Regions from separate parts of the Rattus norvegicus genome. Here regions 2 and 3 are each linked to region 1. A link is a contact called in public Hi-C data. All regions are on one chromosome and are shown on one strand. Each heading gives the region's core, a stretch centred on a gene start, on an enhancer-like site or on the middle of the called end of the contact. The rest is flanking DNA. Distances are from core to core; before and after follow the strand shown. Region 1 holds the start of Sema6d (semaphorin 6D). Region 2 has its middle 200 kb from the start of Slc24a5. Region 3 has its middle 140 kb from the start of Sema6d.

The links. Hi-C and Micro-C count contacts between places; a contact is called where the count stands out from the background.
Region 2: a contact with region 1 is called in a Hi-C map of psoas muscle, with 2.8 times the contacts expected there. The contact joins the enhancer-like site here to the promoter of Sema6d in region 1. A contact is called at or near these places in 2 of 12 Hi-C or Micro-C datasets (liver and psoas muscle).
Region 3: a contact with region 1 is called in a Hi-C map of Schwann cells, with 4 times the contacts expected there. The contact joins the enhancer-like site here to the promoter of Sema6d in region 1. A contact is called at or near these places in 2 of 12 Hi-C or Micro-C datasets (Schwann cells and kidney).

Annotation. Positions count from the first base shown.
Region 1 is chr3:132,335,858-132,339,298 of GRCr8, forward strand. It overlaps Sema6d (semaphorin 6D), which reads left to right and starts at 1,499. Exons shown (of 16, transcript NM_001107768.1): 1 at 1,499-1,936.
Region 2 is chr3:132,568,973-132,572,413 of GRCr8, forward strand. No RefSeq gene overlaps it. Among named protein-coding and RNA genes, the nearest start is that of Slc24a5, 200 kb to the right of the region's middle. Within about 2 kb of position 1,674, at least 10 of the 93 cell types and tissues checked have an H3K27ac peak or open chromatin away from gene starts, as enhancers often do.
Region 3 is chr3:132,473,251-132,476,691 of GRCr8, forward strand. No RefSeq gene overlaps it. Among named protein-coding and RNA genes, the nearest start is that of Sema6d, 140 kb to the left of the region's middle. Within about 2 kb of position 1,676, at least 43 of the 93 cell types and tissues checked have an H3K27ac peak or open chromatin away from gene starts, as enhancers often do. A contact at or near this core is called in Schwann cells, where this site is marked.

The sequences.
Region 1 (3,441 bases), core at 249-2,748:
TGTAAATATATATCTGTGTGCGGGAGAAAAGCAGGAAGACTCTAGACAAGAATTTGCTTCCATGACCGGTCCACAATAATTAACCACACTCAAAGGAAAGCCAAAAGTTTGGCGGAAATGCTCTCCTCTTTCTCTCTTTAAGCGAGGGCATCAGGGTTGATTCCAGCCACTTAGAACCCTTAAGTGATACATGCTTAGATTGGAAACTAATAAACATAGACCGTTCTTGGAAATGAACTTTAAATTAAGATCCTCTTGTTTGGGGATATATGATTCTTTTATTTCATTTATGACAATCCGTACATCTTAAATGATGTCGCTTCAAGGACATTTTCATTTCTCCCACAACGTATTAAACGAAACACTTGCCTGTAAAACCGGCTCATTAGCCTGCAAAATTACACTGTACCGAATGGCTTTCATTCAAAGTGGAAATAAGATTTTTAGTAGGCAATTTCTGTATTTTTTAAAGCTACGGCTATGTTTGATTGCTTCTTCCCAGCTGTTTTACTTAGTGGTTATAAAGATAAATGGGGGAGGGGCTTGTGAAAATGAGCTCAAAAATAAATCCTAGACTAGAAAACTAAGACAAAACTTCGGGGTACAACTGCGCCCACCGCACCACTGGGCTGCAGCCATTTGTCCTCCGATCGTCTAGGGTGGCTGGCTGGGAGAGTAGTGAGGGCGCCTGGAGGAAGGGAGAGGCGGCTTTGCAGGCTACAGAGGCGGCGCCAGCTGGGCGACCCGGCTCGGAGAGGCGCGGGAGGAGCGGCTCCGCTAAGGTGGGAGAGCCTGGGCGCGCGGCCGAGCGCGATCAGGGACGCGGCGGCCACTGGGGTCGAGGCCGCGGCGCGCGTAGGACTCTGGGCGGCGCTGGCCGCGGTGGGAGCTGCAGAGCGGCGAGGGAGCCGGGATCTCAGGGAGCGACTCGGAGATGGATCGAATTACACCATTTGCCGAGCAGCGGTTTGTTTTGCTGGCGCTGGGTCCCGCCGCCGCCGCCGCCGCCGCCGCCCCCGCCGCCTTGGCTAGAGCGGACCAGTTTCAGGATAGATCGCAAGGCGCGACCCGAGACCGTGGGATTGCTCTTTCTGCACACCGTCTTGATCGGCTTTTCCATCTGATCCTGACAAGCTTTATTTGTCTGTTTTTTAAAGCAGGCTTCCCTATGAGAGGTAAGACAGTCTCCCAAGCTCCGCTGACGCTCTGGGTGCGTGATGGGGGTGGGACCCCGAGCCCGGAGCCCGCAGAGCAGCTGTGTGCGGGCGCGTGTGTAAGCGTGGGCGTAGCGTCGCATCTCCCCGGAGTTCATTGCTCTCCCAAGCCGTACGGTCTCCAGCGGTGCCCGAGGCGCCTGGGGAGGTCTGGCTGACCGGTTCCAGCTGGCCGGTGGGCGGCCTGGGGGGCGGGGCGGGGCGGCTCGGCCCTCCTCCTAGGCGCACCCCTCCTCCGGGGGCGCACCCCTAAGGGAAGAAAAGACACCCTAGGCTGCAAGGAAAAGTTTCTTCCTGGCAGGGCTGGCTCTGCGCTGTTCCGCAAGCCGTCAGGGTGAGCCCGCCTTCCTCGCCGCGGGGCTTGCAGCCTCCAACCCTCCAGCCCGCAGCGCAGCCCAGGCTGCCCGGCCACCTTCGGCTGGGAGGACGCCTGGGAGCGCGGAGCCACTGACTGGGCACCCACCCGCGGGGTTCTCAGCCACTCTCCCCCGCAACTTTGCGTGCTTTGTTCTCTGACTGAAAAATGCTCCACCGAAGCGCCCTGGACGGGGTCTTCTCCAGGCGGCAAGGGCTCGACCGGGAGACGTGTTACGCTCTCAGCTCCCCATCAATTATGGATGGAAACAAATAAGGAAAAGTCAATTTTGTATGAGCCGCTTCTTTCGCGGCTAGAGGCGTCTTGTAGCCGGGAGCAGAGGCAGGCAAACCGAGGCCAACACCAGGTAGGGAAACTTCCAGATTCTACTGCAGTGACCCTCTGTAGAAACTGAGGCAGTAGCCGCCCTGGGGGGATTGGGAAGCGCTTTCAGCTTCCAGTCGGACGTCTAACTCTTGAGATCTAAGAACTTGGAGGTGTGGATGCAAAGTGAGTTTGGAATTTTTCTCATTATTTGGCTACTAGGATCATTGCTGGCAGAGTACTGTTTAAATCTAATACTTGTTTTTTAAAAAAAAAATGCCATGGAGCGCGCTGGGGAGGGGTGGGGGAAGTATTGCGGTAGGGTATGAGTTAGAGCACTGGAGGAATTGGACTGGTCAGTAGTCAATTCCAGCATCCTCAGAGTGGGACAGCACATCGTTATTATAGATATAACCCCCAACCCCGACTTTGTGTACAGTAACTGGACTCCGTGTCAACCACTAAGGCTTCTTTGCCTTAAATACAACGCTGCTTCTGGTTACTTATGGGAAATGTCGAGGGCTACTTCCTCTCAAAACTTCTAGCTACTACAAATTTTAAGTCTGCACTACCAAAATATATGTGTTTTCCCCTTCCTTCTGCTTGATACTTGACACAGTGAAATAGAATCTTTTGTTTATTTCAATGCCAAAGTCTCGGGGAAAGAGTTAACATTTTTATTCAGTTGGTTTCGTCTCTGGCCCTTGAAAAGGAGAAATACTCTCCTTGGAGAAAATCTCCAAGGCTTTTCTTCCCTGTATTGTGAAATCTTAGACAGCTGGGGGTGGGGGGTAGCGTTTTTACTGTCGTTTTGATGGCACAAAACAATAGATTCTGGAACTGTGTTTATTCATGATGTTAAGTGTCTACCCGAGGAAATTAACTTCTCTTTAGTATCGGGTTAATGTAGTGAGTGACAGACTCATTCTCTCAAGCTAGCATGCATTACACACGAGCATTTATCCTGGCTCAGATACCTAAAAATTACAGATACGCTCTGAGATTGGGCCTATATCACTAGGAGCTTAAATATCTGAAGATAAACTACAGCCGGGATCTGCTTTTCAGGCTTTGGTTGAGGTCTCTGAGCTATGCTCCAAGGAGACAGTTAAATGCATATGAGATCCTAAGATTTCTCTGCTGGCTTGCTTAGGAAGAGCAACAAACCACTAGCATTTCTTACTGGATCCTGCAGGATATTGGCACCCATCTCATTTCTCCTGAGAATGCTACATAGGTACCCTTTCTGAGGAGCGCGTCTGTGATGCATGAGAATGTGGCAGGAATACTGTGACGGCTCCATCGCCAGGCATCTGGTTAGCCTGAGTTTGATTTAGATCTATGGGCATTTTGCCACCCCTACCCCCTTTTTTTCGATACCCTCTAATAGTACCAGCACCATCTGGTCATGCCTCCCTTGGTTTGATGAATTTGAAAGATGGCTGTGACGTCAGCCTTAGTCCTCAGAGTGAGGGCAACTTAAAAACCCTGAAGACTTCAGTTCACTGGCTTGCTGCACAGGAAGGCTCTGTCCAGTAACTAATGTGG
Region 2 (3,441 bases), core at 424-2,923, 230 kb after region 1:
TCAGCACAGCCATCCAGAAGGGAAAACAGTAGTGGCATGTGACCACCATCTCTTTCTCATGGACGACTTGCCTTGTGTCATAGGAATGTCAGGCACCAAAACAGCACGATCTGAACAAATAAATCCCACCCAGCAGCAGGCTGTTGACAGCTGCTCATAACTTGGCCATGTTAAGAAGTGAGCCTTCTCTCTGTTGTTGCTGTCTTGATAATTTGCCGCAATTATATTCTGACTGTGTACCTTGGGCAGGAAGACCACGCATATGCAACCATGGTTCCCCCTTATTCCACAAGGCCACTCACCAGACTTCCACTTTCTCCACCATAGTTCTCTTTATTTCCTTCACATTCTGTAAGTATTCTTAGGGAGGTATTTTGAAATTTGATAAATTAACTTATTCATTTGTCTATTGATATCAGCATGAACTCTTGGTCATCTGTTTTAGTCAGTGGCTCCTAATCTGTTATCATAACTGTCTTGATATATTGTCGAAGAGTCAGTCAGTGAGAGTCCCTCAGGCAAATTTGTCTTTTTTGCTTGCTCCCCATTATACACCTTGTTCATTGCATGTATCTTTACTTTCTAATACAAGGATTGCTTCAGAATTATCTGCATTTTTTTCTTATCTCATCTCTGGGACTTCTTACTGTTTTATTTTGAACAATAGCAGCATATAGTTACCAAGACATGAATATCCTTCTTGCTATTGGGCTATTATTGCTCCCAGACTGGGTTAGAGGATATATATGTATGTCAAAAGATAAACAATAGATGATAGATAGATAGATAGATAGATAGATAGATAGATAGATAGATAGACAGACAGACAGACAGACAGATATACATACACTGGAGTGTATAGAAACACTGAGGCCAGACACACAGAAACCCTGTATGGCCTGGTGTAGGGACAGCTCTCAGAGCTGAAGTGCCTCAACCTTGGTGGCTTTGGGGTGCACTCTGTTCTTTTTCTTGAGGCTGTATGACCTATAGCTCAGTCCTTGTCACGTAGAAGGAAATCAAGCCCTAGACTGGGGAGCCCGTGTGAGTCAGGGTCTACTTGGGGCAGAGGATGATGGAAGGTACAGGGAAGCAGAAATAAACTCAAGGTCACATCTCTGGTAGTCCTGCCTCCAAGTGTAGGAGTCTTTCCAAAATCTCAAGTCCCAAGGGCATGCGCCCACCTGTGTCTCTTCCAAGAGATCTGGATGTTGAGACCAGGATGCATGACTAACACCAGCCACCCTGGGGGATCTATCTAATGGAATCTATCCTCTATCTACCAGCTATGGATCTACCTACCTAATTTTCTCTCTCTTCACATTTGTACTTCCCTTCTCTGACAATGAGAAGCCTGACTCCCATTATCTTAAAATGTTTCCTTGTCTGCTCAGCATCCCAGGAGGCACCCCACATCCTGTGGTTGACTCACACATCCCTCGGCTCCCGCCTCCTCTGGCAGGCTGCCCTCTCCCAAGGTTTTCTGAATTGTTCAGGATAGGAAGGGATAGGGATATCCCAGGAAGGAAGAACAGGAAAGGGAAAGGTGGGGCATAAAAGAAGAGGGAAGTGCCTCTGCCCTTTTGATTATGTGAAGTAAGAGTATGCACATTCCCAGCCTAGTCAATGCTGTGAGCATGTTAGTCAGAGGCATGCGGACCTAAGCCAAAGGGAAGCTGGTATCACCATTGGAGGGAACCCTGGTTCCAAACCTTGGGACATTGCACAGCTGAGGCCACTGCTTTGGTCAAGCTTTTTGACAGAGCTGTAGCCTCCTCTGTAGCAACCTCTGGGTGCCTGTAACCAGGAAGATAAGAGTCTGAGATGTGACTTGCACCTCAGGGAGTCTAAGAAAAAGACTGAGCTGCTGTGTTTAGTGCCCACAGAGGTGAAGGGTGATCACAGGACTTCTGGGGAGAGATAGATGTACCCCCTGATGCCCAGGATGCCTCGGCTGTTTATCTGCACAGGTGCTCTCAAGCATGTGTGTGCACTGGTAGGAGATGCAGACCGCTTTGGCAAAGGCTACCAGGAGGTGGGTTGCTTGTGTCTGTGGCAGTGGGTAGAGGCTGGGTGTCCAGCTTCACAGTGGGCCCTGCAGTGGCCAGAACAGTTCTCCTCAGAGAACTCCACCCAAGTGAAGCTGGAATTCTTGAATTCTCCACAGAAAAGAACCTGTGTGAAACAGAGTGGGAGTACTGGTGATCTTTTAACATAAATCCAAGCACAGAGTTGAGAGAGAGGCTCTGAGGAAGGACAGTCTGTTCTGAAGGTGTGGGTTTGTGCCTCTCAAGTGTATTCACTGTAGCCTCACATAGGATTTCTGCTTATATCCTTCACACAGTTCTTAGTGTACCCTACACACACACACACACACACACACACACACACACACACACACACACACACAGACCTTCTCCTGTTGTTAGTAAATGACATCACAGGATGGCTCTGAAGGTATCGTGGACAGGATGGCAGTCAGATAAGGTCACGTGGGTCACAAGGGTTACAAGGAGATAAAGAAACGTATAGCTTGGCAGGGTTTGCTTCCTGGGTTTTTTATTTGTTTTTCTTTAGAGGGAGAGGTTCTTTTGAGATAGAAAAGCACAGGTTTATAGCTTGGAAAGGAGCACGGGCGTATGACTTGTGCCTTAAATATGGCTCATTGGGGAACTCTCCTCCATTGTTGGTGGGATTGCAAACTGGTACAACCATTCTGGAAATCAGTCTGGAGGATCCTCAGAAAATTGGACATTGAACTGCCTGAGGATCCAGCTATACCTCTCTTGGGCATATACCCAAAAGATGCCCCAACATATAAAAAAGACACGTGCTCCACTATGTCCATTGCAGCCTTATTTATAATAGCCAGAAGCTGGAAAGAACCCAGATGCCCTTCAACAGAGGAATGGATACAGAAAATGTGGTACATCTACACAATGGAATATTACTCAGCTATCAAAAACAACGACTTTATGAAATTCGTAGGCAAATGGTTGGAACTGGAAAACATCATCCTGAGTGAGCTAACCCAATCACAGAAAGACATACATGGTATGCACTCATTGATAAGTGGCTATTAGCCCAAATGCTTGAATTACCCTAGATCCCTAGAACAAACGAAACTCAAGACGGATGATCAAAATGTGAATGCTTCACTCCTTCTTTAAATGAGGAAAAAGAATACCCTTGGCTGGGAAGGGAGAGGCAAAGATTAAAACAGAGACTGAAGGAACACCCATTCAGAGCCTGCCCCACATGTGGCCCATACATATACAGCCACCCAATTAGACAAGATGGATGAAGCAAAGAAGTGCAGACCGACAGGAGCCGGATGTAGATCGCTCCTGAGAGACACAGCCAGAATACAGCAAATACAGAGGTGAATACCAGCAGCATACCACTGAACTGAGAATAGAACCCCCGTTGAAGGAATCAGAG
Region 3 (3,441 bases), core at 426-2,925, 140 kb after region 1:
ACGCTCAGCTTTCACGTGATACTGAGGATTTGACCTCAGGTCCTCCTGTTTTCACAGCAAACACTCTTAGCCACTGAGCTGTCTTTCCAGCCTGGAACACCCTATTTTAAAGAAGCCAGGCATCCTTAACCTTTAGATGGCTTGCAGCAATTATAAAGCCGTCATATTCCTGTCTGTGATGACATATCTCTGATGTATGTGGATGAACCAAGCATGTGCTGTCTGCTGCAGACTGTGGGAACATGTCAGGGTGGGGCCCATGCTGGAGGTGCTTGCTGTCTTTCTGACATCAGACTTGCCACAGTGGACAAAGCTGTTCATTTGGCTTATGAGCGCTGCACCATGTGTAATGAAATGCCTCGAATAAGACCAATGTATGGAAAACAGTAGAAAAATCCTAAGCTGTTTGTATTAAGTTCAAGTGCAGCCATTTTGGGGTCTCTCTTAGCTCCCCATTGTCACTCTGATGTTTAGGGTTCCTGTACAGGACTGCGGGTGTGATTTGGTATGTTATTTCTCAGAGACAGTCTTGCATATTTGTCTCCCTAACGCTTTTCTCCTTGCAGTTGTAAGGTCTTAGATGATGGGATGTTTTCACCTTGTTCCTCACATCCTATAACGATGACCTAAGATCACCATCCTATAAGTATCCGTGAAAACACAAACAAACGGGAGGACATATTTGTGTTTTCTTGAAATAAGAGCCAGGGCCTCAAGGGCAAGAAAGGTGAGGATTTAGATAAAGGAGGCTGATGTAGGGAAGCACAGAGGGAGCCAATATAAAAGTGACACACTTGATTGGGTGACAGAGCTACCAGAGGAAGAAACAGGTGTTATGCTCACAGATGAGGAACTGTCACGGCTGGATGAGGAGAGTTGAGACAGAGTTTGGAAAAACTGGTCAAAATCTAAGACGCTTACATTTGCCCAAAGTCAGTTCACTGGTCTCTCTCCTAATGCTGCTCTGAAATGCATGCTGGAGTTTCTAGGGTGGCTTACGTGAACTGCGAAAAGTGTTTATGGTGGTGAGTTTGCAAGGTTGGAAGCCTGCTGCCTCATATTTTTGGAGGCTGGAAGAGCATGGCATTTAGGTCAGCAGCAAGGATTTAGAGCTAATCTCATATATAAGCACACAGCACTTTATCAAAACTCAGGCCAAGAAACTATGTGTCATGAGGATCCAGGCTGTGTCTCTATGCACAATACAGCGTGGTCCCTGGATTAATCTAACCTTTAGGAGAACCATCATGATCCTGGCTCTTGGGATCCTATTACTAGCTCTCCAGAGCCAATGGAATTAATCACTCATTTTTTTTACTGTGCTAGCTTTGGGATGTCTCAGCTGTCCAGGGCGCAGGTTTTCACTTTGGATTTTCCATTTTCCCCGTGGGATCCACAAGCTCAATTGAGGAGATAAGCCCACAGCCATGCTGCTACCGAAACCTGCGGAACCCTTTCGAGATGATGGGATAGCTCTTTTTCTGTTGTCACAGGCCTGCCTGTGAGCATCTGCCTTCACGCTAAGGGCAACTTTATTACAGTAGGGCTTTGAGGAGGTTACTTGAATTTGGACATTCTATCCAGCACTGCCCAGAGCCATCCACAGCAGATCCTGCCCCATGGGTCACACAGCACACAGAGCTCAGCTCAGTAACACTGGTTATGCATGAACTAACTATGTCTTGTTTCTGAATAGGAAACCAGTACAGAGTGTCACCCAGTATGGCTATGCTTGGACAATCTATGCACTGTTGTTTGCAAAATCATAACAACAAAAGGCATTCTTACATTTTATAACAGAGGAGAAAAGAGTGGAGGAGAGGGAGGAGGCAGAGGCCATAAAGGCCACCACCACTACCAAAATGTGACATAATTGTTTTTCTTATTCTAGAAGACTTTATAGTCTCCATTTTAGACAGATTTTTGGTTTTCATTCTAAAGGTTAAGGGAGACAGGAAAATTCCTAGGTCAAAAATACCCAACCCTCACTCTTCTCAGAATCTGCCCGTCCATGGCTTCAGAGTCATCTCTCTAGAGCCCGGTTACTCTCTCACCTGTTGCTTTCTGCTTTATCCTCCCAGCCTGCATTTCAGCCCCCACCCTCCCTCTGCCAACTGCCAGGAGTGCCCAGCATTCCTGAAAGCCTGGCTCAAAGCCTACCTCCTCTGTGAGCTTTCACTCCCTCCCCAGCATGGCCGCCACATGACACCACACATTGTCCACTCTGTGGATTACAATCTTACAGTGAGGGTAGTGTGTAAAAAAATGAGTTCCTGCATACATGAAATGAATTTTACTCTCTGTGCTGTGGTTGGCATCATGTGGGTATTTGGGAAATTTTTAATGAACAAATGAAAGAGGGAATTATTAAGAATAAAATAGAAAGTGGGCTGAATGTTCACCTAAGTGAAATTATTTCTAATAGGACAGTATTCTGAATCCTACAGTTTCTCCTGTGGTTTACACTACAGAGTTAATACCTCTGAGATGAGTCTTTGAATGTGTCCTGTCCAGTAGCTGATATGACAGGAAGAGCCTATGATGAGCTAAGAGAGGCAAAGGTACCTGTCACCTAGACTTGAAAAAGGGAAGTGTTTCAATAGCAGAGCAGGATCCGATTGTCAGGTGTTTGCTGGTTTGAGTGTGCTCATCCTTGTGGCCAGAGGGTGGGAGGCAGGCCATGGCTGAAGAATGTGGACCATGGAGTTGAAAGAGGAAGACTCTCTTCTCAAATAGAGAAGCACTTGACATTGAAAATAATCACACCCAAAATGCCAAAAGGTAACTTGCAAGTTTCTAGAAACAGCCTGTTAGTTACTTTTCTGTCACTAAGCTAAAACACCATGACCAAGGTAGATGATAGAAGAGACTGAGAGTTGGAATTATGGTTCTAGAGGCATGAGAGTGTCCATGATGGTGGGGAGGCATGGCAACAAGCTGCACGTGTAAGAGTGGGAGCAGGAACGTGAAATCTCACATGTTCTAACATCATAAGCATGGTGAGAGGGAGCTGGATGTGTTTTGCAAAGCCTTTCCCCAGTGACCAACTTCCTCCAGTAAGGCTCTACCACCTTGAACACCACCAAGCAATGCCATCACTAGAGACCAAGTGTCCAAGTGCTTGAGACCCTGAGGGCATTTCACATATGAACCATCACACAACTGTAACTTTAGTACTTCAGCGAAACGTGTCAGAAGTGACCGCTGCTGTGAAGAACAACGTTCTACTCTTCTTCATATCATTGGCTGGATGTCTATGTGTTCTTCAACTTTAAAAACGTGCTAATACTTTATTTCCTTTACTTTCTGGCTAGGCTGAAGTGTGTGCAGCAAACGGGCCTGGCTTTCACCAAGGCTATGGCTAACAGCAAACACAAGCACACTTCATCCCACAAGAACCTAACAAGCCAAGGGTAGATACCATTGGTAAGTCACCATTGA